2 separate regions of the Mus musculus genome follow, and region 2 is linked to region 1. A link is a contact called in public Hi-C data. All regions are on one chromosome and are shown on one strand. The core of a region is the stretch at or near the end of the contact, and the rest is flanking DNA. Distances in the headings are between cores, read along the strand shown. Region 1 has its middle 17 kb from the start of Gm24625. Region 2 overlaps Wdfy2 (WD repeat and FYVE domain containing 2).

The links. A called contact is a pair of places that touch in the nucleus more often than the background predicts.
Region 2: a Hi-C map of muscle stem cells shows a contact between it and region 1, with 2.3 times the contacts expected there. The contact joins two enhancer-like sites. A contact is called at or near these places in 1 of 39 promoter capture datasets (the 3T3-L1 cell line), 2 of 484 Hi-C or Micro-C datasets (muscle stem cells and nephron progenitors) and 1 of 115 datasets of contacts at active chromatin or transcription factors (fibro-adipogenic progenitors).

The regions. Positions count from the first base shown.
Region 1 is chr14:62,534,701-62,540,573 of GRCm38.p6, reverse strand. It overlaps the pseudogene Gm5802. Among named protein-coding and RNA genes, the nearest start is that of Gm24625, 17 kb to the right of the region's middle. Within about 2 kb of position 4,278, at least 6 of the 459 cell types and tissues checked have an H3K27ac peak or open chromatin away from gene starts, as enhancers often do. A contact at or near this core is called in muscle stem cells, where this site is marked.
Region 2 is chr14:62,848,840-62,854,668 of GRCm38.p6, reverse strand. The region is part of intron 1 of Wdfy2 (WD repeat and FYVE domain containing 2); the gene reads right to left. Among named protein-coding and RNA genes, the nearest start is that of Gm26536, 13 kb to the right of the region's middle. Within about 2 kb of position 3,413, at least 84 of the 459 cell types and tissues checked have an H3K27ac peak or open chromatin away from gene starts, as enhancers often do. A contact at or near this core is called in muscle stem cells, where this site is marked.

The sequences.
Region 1 (5,873 bases), core at 3,029-5,528:
CTTCCCCCTGCTCGAGGGACACATATAGGCATGCCTCCTCCAGGAATGAGACCCCCTCCACCAGGAATCAGAGGGCCACCAAGAATGTGCCCACCAAGACCCTAAGATACAGTTGATAAATCTCAGCCCTTCTCTTCCCCTACAATGCTTCTTGTGAAATTGTGTACTTGCAAGCTTTTTGACCCCTCTTATTGTATTAACTATAGATAATAAATACATAGAGCATTAAAAAAAAGAAGTTGTAGAATCTTCTCTGTTGGAGGGGAGGGATGTCTTTTAAATATGGAAAGGCTAACAATTCTGTGAGAAGGGAGCATGTTGATTCCATGGGTTCCCCAGGTCTCCTTCTACATTATGATACTGAGATCCTGTTAATAATGGTTGACAGAAGAGCAGGTGTGCAACTCTGTATAATTCTTGAGATTGCTTCTGGGGCTGGAATTAAACAGAAAATGGAATAGATCATAGTGACGGAAGTCTGGCTGTGTGCTTTGGAATAGTAACCAGTCCCAGGGTTTTGTCACCTTGGCAACAGGCAAAACTCAATATGGGGAACTTGGAGCGCTTATGTTACTAACTAAAAAATTTGTCTGGATTCAGTGGTAGGAGGGAATGCATGTGGCATTTTATCTGCAGGTCTCAGAACATTGTCAGATGCTAAGAGACTTAGAAAACCAACAATGCATAAAATGCAGGGGAAACCACTGCATTCAGTGAAAAAGATGGCAATTCGGGCCAGCAAGGTTGGAAAGTTCTGGAGTGTTTCACACATGATGTTAAATGCCAGGATGATTTGTGGAAAGAAATAGACTGCTAAACATCTGTCCATTTGGTTTTTAATGATGCCAAACACTGAGATATTTGAAAACATTTAAGTGTTTGGCATTGGGAGGACATTTCTGAATGAATAATTATGTGCTTTAAAAAAATCTCTATTTTGGTGCTGAATTAGTAATTTTTGCAATTTTTCTTTATTAAATGTAACTAGAGTTTACATTGTATATCAAGAGACCCTTTAAAAAAATAGACATTCTGACTCTGTAGTAGACTTTTCCCAAGAGTGGACTAGCAGAAACTTCAACTGGACCCCTAGCAGCAGCTTTTAGAGATGCTTTGACCCTTGACCTCCATGCTGTCATCTATGTAGGCTTCTTTCTGCTTTTCTTGGTTCTGTTCTCAGTTTCCTTTGCTAGATTCTGTAATTTCCAATAAAGGACTATTTCTATTCCACACAGATCCCTGCCACCTGCCATTCTCTTCTCTCTCTTTCTCTCTCTCTCAATTTCTCTCTCTCTCTCTCTCTCTCTCTCTCTCTCTCTCTCTCTCTCTCTCTCCCTTCCTTCCTTTATTTCTTGATAATCTTATAAATTTTTGCAAATCTTAGTATCCTCACTTCTTTCCCCAAACTGAGCTGCAGTACTAAGTCCCTGTCTTGGTTACTGCTCTGTTGTGAAAAACACCATGCAAAAGGCAACTTTTAGGAGACAGCATTTAACTGGAGACTTAATTGCAGTTTCAGAGGGTTAGTCTAGGAATCATCATGGCGGGGAACATGGTGGCATTAGGGCAAGTAGACATGGATGAAGCAGCAGTTGAAAGCTTACATTCTGATCCACAGGCTCAGGCAGAAAGAGAGACTAGGCCTGGCATGAGCAATGAAAACTTCAAAGTCCACCCCCGGTGACACACCTCCTCCAACAAGGCCAAACCTCTTGATTCTTCCTAAACAGTTCCACCAACTGGGAACCAAGCATGCAAATATATGAGTCTATGGGGGCCATTCTCACTCAAACTCCACATTCCACTCCCTGGGCTTTTATTCATATCACAGTGCAGATGCATTCAGTCTAACTTCAAGAGTCACCATAGTCTTTCACAGTCTTAGCATTGCTTAAAAGACCAAAGTCTCTTCTGAGACTCAAAACTACCCCTTAGCTTTAACCCCTTGTAAAATTAAACAACAACCAAACAACATCAACAAAAGAAGAAGAAGATGAAGAAGGAGGAGGAGGAGGAGGAGGAGGAGGAGGAGGAGGGAGAAGGAGAAAGAAGAAGAAGAAGAAGAAGAAGAAGAAGAAGAAGAAGAAGAAGAAGAAGAAGAAGAAGAAGAAGAAGAAGAAGAAGAACAGATCATCTCCTTTTCAACACACAATGGCACAGAATATACATTACCATTCCAAAAGGAAGGAAATGGGACATAAGTGTGGAAGTGCTGTACCAAGGACAGAAACTCAGCAGGAAAAACTCTAAATTTTCTATCTCTATGCCTGATGTCTAAGGGCCTCATAGATGGTTCATCATATCTCTTACTCCATGCAAATTTGTTGACTGCAACACAGTTCTCTCTTTTGGGCTGGTTGCACATCCTGTCTGCAATATTCCTTGACATGTATTTCATGTCATTGGCATCTCCAACATCTTGAAGTTTCCAAAGCGATCAGGCTTCACTTTCACAGCTTCACACAATGGCTTCTCCAGACCTCCATGCAGGGGCTCGCCTGCCATACACTGGATTTTAGCAGCTTTCCCTAACCACACAGGAAGATCTCACAACTACTTTACTCCTGTTTCTCTCTTGATAAAGCCAGAACCATATGGCCAAAGCTGCCGTGTTCTGTTGCTTGCTGGGGCTCGATCCTGGCCCTCTCCATGACTTAGATTTGCATAGCCTTTGACTTGATGGTTTCTTTTATTACATAATGCTTTATGTTCCTTTATATTTCTTTTTCACAAGTTGGAATCCTCATTTACTTAAGAGAATAAAAGGGTCATCTTGGTTAATATCTTTTAACCCTAGGAATTAAAAAATAAAACAAAACAGGAAGTAGATCAAAATCTACCATACTGATGTATGCGTCAAGCCCACAGTTGATCTGTGTACACTCGGAGTGAAAGTTTGAAAGGAATTCATCATACTGTTTGGTTACGCACACTCTACCCCAGGGCCTTTGCACTTATTGCTCCTCTGCCTGGAGATCACTTCCACCTGATAGCCTTGTGCCGATTTACTAAATCCCTTCAGTCTTCATTCAAATGTTGATTCAACAAGCCTTTCCCTTAGAATGTCTTTTTTTGTTTGTTTGGTTGGTTGGTTGGTTGATTTTTTTTTGTTTTTGTTTTTGTTTTTAGAGACAGGGTTTCTCTGTATAGCCCTGGCTGTCCTGGAACTCAGACCAGGCTGGCCTCGAACTCAGAAATCTGCCTGCCTTTGCCTCCCGAGTGCTGGGATTAATTGTACCTCACTCTTAGCCCTGCTTTGCTGCATTTTCTTTATAGGGCAGCCACCATCTGACACACTTGTTTATTTATCTACCCACTGTGGACCCTGGGACTGTTCAGGCATAAACAACACAGTCCTAACTATTTTGGAAAATGACTCTGTGAGCTGAATGAGGGGTGGGGTCGGAGAGGGAGTGAGTGTCCAATGTTTTGAACAGATGTAACTGGGGATCTTGCCAAGAAAAGTTAAAAACGGTCTGGAGGGATTCAAGCATCTCGACATATCTCAGTAGTTCTCTCATCGTGTTACACTGATTTGTTAGTGAGTTAGCATTGTGATTTGTTAAGCTTAAAATATAAATACAGGGTAAAAGAAGGTCTGCAGCTTTTGTAATATTATTGCATATTGACAAAATATACCTATATATCCACAGAATACAATGTGAGACATTGTGTGTGTGACTAAATAAAATTAATTTATTTATTTATCATGTCAAATGCTCATTTTGTGGTGGTAGTTTTTAAAAGTCACTTTGCCTCTTTCTTTAAAAAGCTTTCTTTCAAGGATATCACCGTGCGTATATCTGTATTTATCCAGTGGCTGGTTGAAATACCCAAATGATCCCTGATGAACATTCTCATAAAATCTTTGTTAACTGGGCTGTGTGGAACACATCTGTAGGGTGAATAGTTAGGAGCAGAGCTGCTGTTGTGAGGCTCAAAAGCTTCTCCCTCAAGTCCTAGCTAAGTGAGCAGAGAGCTGGCTTCACTTCTGGCATTCCCACTGCGCTAGACTAACACTCGGCTTGAGCTTCTAACCCTTTCTTCTTAATTTCCTATCCTCATAATAAGGATATTTAATAGCTATGCAAATAGCGCACTGGAGATGTAATTTATTAAAGTAGGTATCAGAAAGTACCACTTACACACCAGGAGACTGACTTGATAACTCATTTCCACCTGCGTTTATGAGAGTTTTAATCTGTAGGCTTGACTCATCCTCCCCTGGTTGGCTCAGTCCCATGTGTGGCTTTCAGCCACCACAGAGAAGAACATGAGGTGCCTGCTGTGTCTCCCCTTGGAAACTGCGACAGGGCTTAGCCCGTGGACCAGCTGTGGGCAGCAGGAGCTCTCCACAAACACAGATTATGTTGTGAAAGGGGAAACCTCTTTTCCCTAGGGAATCGTGGTACACTTAGCTCCCCCAGAATATCCTGGTGCAAGTCCCCTGATAAACATTGCCAGGGACACAGTGGGGATGGATCAGCCCTTGGAGAGGTTCTTACAGAGAATTCTAGAGCAGAGGGGTCAAATTACAGTTCTTAGGCTTATGGGTAACCTTGACATGTCCATCAAAGCATCCTAGGATAAGAAGTGCTAATAAAAACATCTCTGCTTCCTGATTTTTCTTTTCAATAAAACAAATATAATTGAGATGTGAAAATACACATTTCCATGATTAGGATTCCATAGAGAACAAAATTGATAGAATGAATATACAAATTAGTACACATGTACACTTATATGGGATTTTTTTAGAGTGAGTTTGTTCATGGGTGGTTTCCATTTCCATTTGATAATGGATTGTTTCTATGCATGTCCTTCTTTATAACTTTGCAGGTCAGAAACTATCCAGCTCATGATGAGAAGTTCAGGTCATACAGTAACTTGGTGGCCTGTGTCAAATGTTCAGTTTTCAGTGAGGCCCAATAGCTATCTCTCAAAAGGAGACTAGCTGTCTGCAGATTATGGTAGAGCCTTGTTCCAAAATCCCAAAGGTCTCCTTTGCTATTCACCTGTAGGGACCTACCTGCTGAAGGCTCCAATCAGGATCCCCATCTGCCACAGACATCTCAAGTACCAGCAAGTCTGTTGGATTATATGGTCCAAGTCGTAGAGCACCCTCAAAACAGCTTAGATCTGTTGAAGAAACTTCTCCTATTCTAGGCTCCACACAAAGCTAAAAAGCTTTCTGAGTCACTTGGTGTTTAGGCTGGAGTAACACACCCAAGAAAGAAATGTGTTGTCTACAGGCCCACTAAACGGCGTGTTTCTTTCTTGGTGGTAGAGCTATAATAACTTATCCTTAACTTTAAAAGGCATATCTCTGTAAGCCCCAGACCACTGAACTCCCAAAAATTTCACTGAGGTAGAAGGCCTTTGAATTTTAGTTGGATTTGTTTCCCATCCTTTGATGTGCATATGTGTTACCCTGTCTAAAGTGGTTGCTACCTCTTCCTCACTTGTTCCAATCAGCATGTCATTTGTGGAAGAGATGAACAATCGAGACCTCTTCAAACTAAATTATGACACTGGGATAGGAAACACATCTATTCCTGAGGTAGAACTGTACAGGTACACTGTTGGCCTTGTCAGCTAAAAGCAAGCTGGTAGTTACTATGGACAGGCACAGAGAAAATGTCACTTGCTAGATCAACAGCTATATACTATACACCAGGAGTTGTGTTAATCTTCTCAAGGAAAGGAACCATGTCAGGCACATCAGCTACTGTAATCAGAGTCACTATTTGATTAAAGTTTTGATAGTCAACTGCCATTCTCCATGACCCATCTGTCTTCTGCACTGACAGATAAAGGGAGATGTGGTGAGAACCGCCACTCCTGCATCTTTTGAGTCCCTGATAGTGGCACTA
Region 2 (5,829 bases), core at 2,164-4,663, 310 kb before region 1:
ACCAAATCAAAAATAAATTCACTTTCTGCATTCTAACATTTGAGGAATCAAGCCTTGACGTCCTCTTATTTTCAAACACTCTTCCTTTAGAAAGGTGACTGCTAATCAAAGAACTGGTGGCTCATTCCTGCAAAATACACACGTCAATTTATCCTTACAAAACTTTCAAGTATGGAGCTGGAGAGATGGCTCGGTGGTTAAAAGCTCAGGCTTCTCTTGCAGAGTTCCCAGCACCCATATGGCTTACAACCATCCAGAACTCCAGGCCCAGGGGATCTGATGCCTTGTTCTGACCGTTTTGGGTACCAGGCACTCACAAAGTTCATACATATACCTGCAGGTCAAACATTCATACACATAGAGTAAAACCTTAAAAATTCAAAACAATAAGCATCAAAAATGAACAATGACGGGGAGTAGTGGCACAGGCCTGTCATTCCAGCACTGGGAGGCAGAGGCAGGCAGATCTCTGAGTTCAAGGCCAGCCTGGTCTGCACAGTGAGTTCTAGGACTGCCAGGACTATACAATGAGATCTTGTTTCAAACAAAAACCATTAACAAGACTTCTACATGTTTTTAGGTGGACATGGAATTTAAGAGAGGACACAAAACAGCTTACACATTATTCTGCAACCTGCTTATTTAATAGCCCATAGTCAATGCTGTTGTTAATTACTGCACTGTTAGTTACCTGTTAATAACTGCCTGGCCCAAACAATTGAGCTATCCATGCCTTCCCAGACACAAAGCTTGTCTCACCCTTTCTTAATCACAGTGTGAAACCATGATCGCCACTGTCTGAAACATGCCCAGCCGGAGGCTATGCTGTATGCATTAGTCAGGATGTGCAGCCCAACGGTTTCCAAGATGACGGAGGGCCCCTTTCTCTTCAGAGCATTACAAGACTGGAAAATAACAATTTTTAAAACATCTGCTAAGACTAGAATCTCAGTGGTGTTTCAGTGTTTCTTTGACGTTCTAATGTCCAATTATTTATATCCAACATTTTTGTAATGTCTTTGTGTTCAGATTTTCAGTAAAATTTAGTTTTTATTATTATTTATTTATAGGGACTGTATTTTGAACAATCATAGTTTTAAATATATATTACAAATATATTTTCCTCCAGGCTCTCATTTATAAGACTGGCTTTTAACATTGACTTTTTAAAATGAATGTAGCTTATACTTTCCGAAATTTCCTGTTATAATTTCAGGATTTCAAGACATCATTCTTTAAATTAACTCTAAGCTTATGTCAGCTAAGTGAATATTTTCACAAATAATACAATTAATTCTCCCCTTTTGGCTCTTTGGGTCCTAACTAAGCTTATTTAATCTCATATTTAAATGTCTATACAGCCTCTCAGAGCGCTGTCACTCTACAGGAACCAGCACTGTGTCAGTGTGAAGCAGGCTTCCAATAAATGTTCAGATATTCTATTCTTCCCAAGTCCCTCTAGTTTTATAGACAACAATGGTATAAATTCTTCTCAAAACTTTTTCCCACCAAATTACACTGAGGGGGGCATGGGCCAGCCTGTGTGAGTGAGGGCTGAGACACTTCTGGTTAAGGAGATGTGAGCAGAAGTCACTGACTGAGCTTCCAGGAAGCTCGGAACGAGCACAGGTGCAGTTGACGGATGCCTCTGCCTTCTGCTCTCCTCCTGCCTGTCTGGAAGGCAGACCAGCATTGACAGGTGTCACCTGTGGTTCTCTTGGTGCTAAAGCACTCTCATCAGGACACATGGGGAGGGAAAAAAAAACAGCTAAAGACTTTTTGTTTTCTGTTTTGTTTGTGTATTTGTTTGTTTGAGACAGGGTTTCACCTCTGTGTATCCCTGGCTGTCCTGAAACTCACCCTGTAGACCAGGCTGGCATCGAACTCCTGAGAGCTGGAATTAAAAAGGCTTGTGACACCACTGCCCAGCTAAGATATCCCTTTCAAAAGCTTATTACATTTACCACCAGTGGAATGAATTAGACAGTTGACTGTTACCCTAAGGAAGGACAAATGAGCTTGGGACACACTGCAGGCATAATGCATTTGTGCACTGTGTAAAGGTTATCCTTGTGCTATTCGAATGCCACTTCTCTCCCTCACATCTCGTTTCAATCTGGACATGGCACTGTAACGCTTAAGTCAAGAATCTCCTGTTTCAAGTTTGTGTAAACATTCTTACCTTTTACTCTGCCCTGTCAATAAATGCTGATCACCCAATGGCTGGGCAGAAGACAGAATACAGCGGAAGCTTCCTCCAGCCAGGGGAAGGAGGGAGGGAGGATTCAGATCCATCATAGAAGGTCTGAGAAGCCACCATGAGTAAAAAACATCGGAAGCCCAAAAGCCAGATCAATAAAAATATGCAAGGATCACGGGATGAGGCTGGGAGGGAGCCAGATGAGCACGGGGTTATTACAGATCATTTGACTGCTCAGTACTGAGATGCAGCTTGAAATCAATCTTGGGTTTCTCTGCGTGGTTATTAGGAACTGGCAAAGGTAAAGAAATACAGCCGCCGGATTAACTCACTGCTTACATTTCTATTTCAAAGAATTCTCTTTATACAGACAGCAATCATAACACAATTCTTGAGTTCAAATGGAGGCTGCAGCTAGCCCTCCGCTAGTGAGATGAGGGGGTGCCATGCACTCTCTATGTTAACCTGGCTGGATTTAGAATCAACAGTGGAAACACACCTCTGGGATGTCTGTCAGGTTTTCTGAAAGCGTTAACTGAGGAGGCAAGACCACTCTGGATGTGGGCAGCACCACCTCATGGGCTGGGGTCCTGAGCTCAATAGAAAGTGAAGAAGAGAGACAGTGTTGAGTGCCAGCATTCACCTCTGCTTGGGACCGCAGAGGAGGTGTGGCCAGCTCATGCTCCTGACACCATGTCTTCCTCACCTCAACAGACTGTGTTCTCTCTTAAACCGAAAGCCAAATAAGGCCTCTCTTTCCTGGGAAGATAACAAAACACCGTGCATTCTGCATTAGACCCAGAATGCAGCTCCAAGTCGCACGCCCCGGAGCTTCCCACTGAACTCACCCCGGTGTCCTCATGAACTGAGCTGCTAGTTCACCACACATTGAATGCATGCATTTCACACCTCATGAAATCACCAAGGCAATCTTAAGAACTTTCTTTTTTCTTTATTAAGAGAATACCTTTTAGTTATTCTTTGGCAATGTAATAATTTAAACAATATATCACTTGGAGGGTTGTTTGTTTGTTTGTTTGTTTGTTTTTCAAGACAGGGTTTTCTGTATAACAGAGCTCTGGCTGTCCTGGAACTCCTTTGTAGACCAAGCTGGCCTCAAACTCACAGAGATCCATCTTGCTCTGCCTCCTCAGTGAGGTGTGGGCGGACACACACACTGCAGTCATCCCTCTCCTCCCTCCCGCTCTCTGTAATCCACAGAGTCTAATTAGTGCTGCAGGACTGAACACTGGCTGATCCTGCTGGCTTGGTTTTGTACAGGCAACCACGGCTTCAGTGAGCTCAGGAGTGCAGTGGCCCTGTCGGTTCCCAGAAGACAACATTACACAGCACTCCTCCCCACCCTCTGGCTCTTCTTACATTCTTTCCGCCCTCCTTTTCTATGACGTTCCTTGAGACCTGGGGGAGGAGATGTGAAACACAGATGTCCTACTTATGGTTAAGCACTAAGTAGTCACTTAAGTCTCAGCACTTTGACTATTTATGGTGTCTCTGCATTAACTGTTGAGCACTATAGAGAGAAGCTTGTCTGGCCAAGGCTGAGGGCAGCAGCCACTAATCTAGGATATAAATATAAATATTTAGAAGGCATGACAACATGTTCATATAGCAAGGCAACAACAGTAATGCTCTCCTCTAGGGCCTTTGACCAGACTTATAGTACAAGGCAAAAGAATTATTTCCTGTGAAGCAGACCTCAAATCCAATTCAAAAGTGGTTGGTTAGCCACCTCTCACTATAACAGCCAGGCCACTACTACACCAGTGGGCACATCTTGCCTTAGCAAGTCAGTTCACCAATGGGTAATATTATGGATAGCTCTTCTCCTCATATGGCCAGATAGTCCCTTCCAGCACTATGGTAGCTAGCCAACAGAGGAAGTTTTAAGGTCAGTTCTGGTTTGGTTTCTCTATATGTCCACAACCAATGTGTTGTATCTTCAGCAATAGGATCTTTCCATCTAGTTCCAGTGGGTAATCAAGAGCTATGGCAACAGGCTGAGGTTCGTCTAGGGTCTCTCTGGCCAATAACTTATAGGCAGGTATCCCATGGCATCTCGATAAATTTTCAAGGTAACTAGTAGATGGTCTCCTTAAACAAAGCACCTCTTAGCAAAGGATTGAAAATAAGGACACACTTAGATCTTCAGAGGAAGCAAGGGAACTTTATTTGGAGCAAAACAATAGTACAGATTTAAAAAGACATGCTGTCAAGATTGCTAGCAGACCACAGGAATGAGGCTATTCTAGGGCCCAGGCTACTGCCTGGGGTCTCTTTTTATGGGGTCTAAAGAGAGAGGGGGGCTGCTTCTACTAAGGCACATAGCTTGGGTGGTTCTCTGACATTACTGATAGATTGGGTTCTATACTCCCTTTTCTTACTGTGCACAACCCTTTCTATAATATACCTGATTTCAACATATGCATGACCAGTTATGTACAGGCAATAAAAAGGTAAAAGGAGGACACAGTTTGCTTTACTGTACACCTACATCTCAAACTAGTTCGGGTTAGATTAGTCCTTCTAGTATTCACACCCAGATATGCTGAGAATACACTTGAATAGAAACTGCAAGCTTGATTGCTATCAGGGTTAGAAAAGCTGACACTATTGTTTGAGAAATGGCATGTGTGTACCTAATGCAAGTAGGAGACTAAGTTGTCAGATGTGTTGTTGGGAAGGGAATGAGTGAATATAGTACTTGTAAGTGAAAAGTAGGCTACCAAGTGCATTAGTACAAGAGAGGGAGTGCACATAGCCCAAAACCACATTGGGGCCCCAGCATACTAAACTGTCTCCTATGCTTGCCAGCCTTAGCAGAACAAAATTACTCAGCCCAAAACTGGGGAGGTAGGAAAGGAGGATTCCTGACAATTATTGACCAGCCAGTCTAGCCAATCAGTGAATTCCAGCTTCAATGAGAGACTGCCTTGAAAAGTACAATGAAGTCTGTGAGACAGAAAGACGTCAATGGAAAGAAAGGGAGATAGAAACTGGTCAAGCAGATTTAGGAAAAGGAACCAAGGTTTATGTCCTTGGCCAGTAGCTGGAAATGTCCTTGGTTATGACCTGGATAGAAATAGAAGAAGAAAAAAAAACAAAAAAACAAAACAAAACAAAGCAAAAAAAACCAGACAATTCATGTGCCTTTCAATACTAACTCTGAATATTGATGGTCTCAATTCTCCAGTAAAAATACATAGACTACTACCAGTTTGGATTACAAAATAGGATCCACCTTTCTTTTTTCTGCTGCTAAGAAACATATCTCACTATCAACAGCAGACACCACCTTAAGATAAAAGAATGGAAAATGGTATTCCAAATAAATGGAACTAAGAACGTGTTGGTGTAGCTTTACTAATATCTGGTGAACTACACCTCAAACAAAACTAGTCAAAGGACATAAGGAGGAGCATTTTAGCTTCATTAGAGGAAAAAAATCCACCCACAAGATATTATCATTCTAAATATATATGCACCAACCAGAGCACCCAATTTCATAAAAGAACCTGTAGTAGACTTTTTAAACACACACACACACACACAGACACACACACACACACACACACACATACACACCAATATCAACACAGTGATAAGTGGGT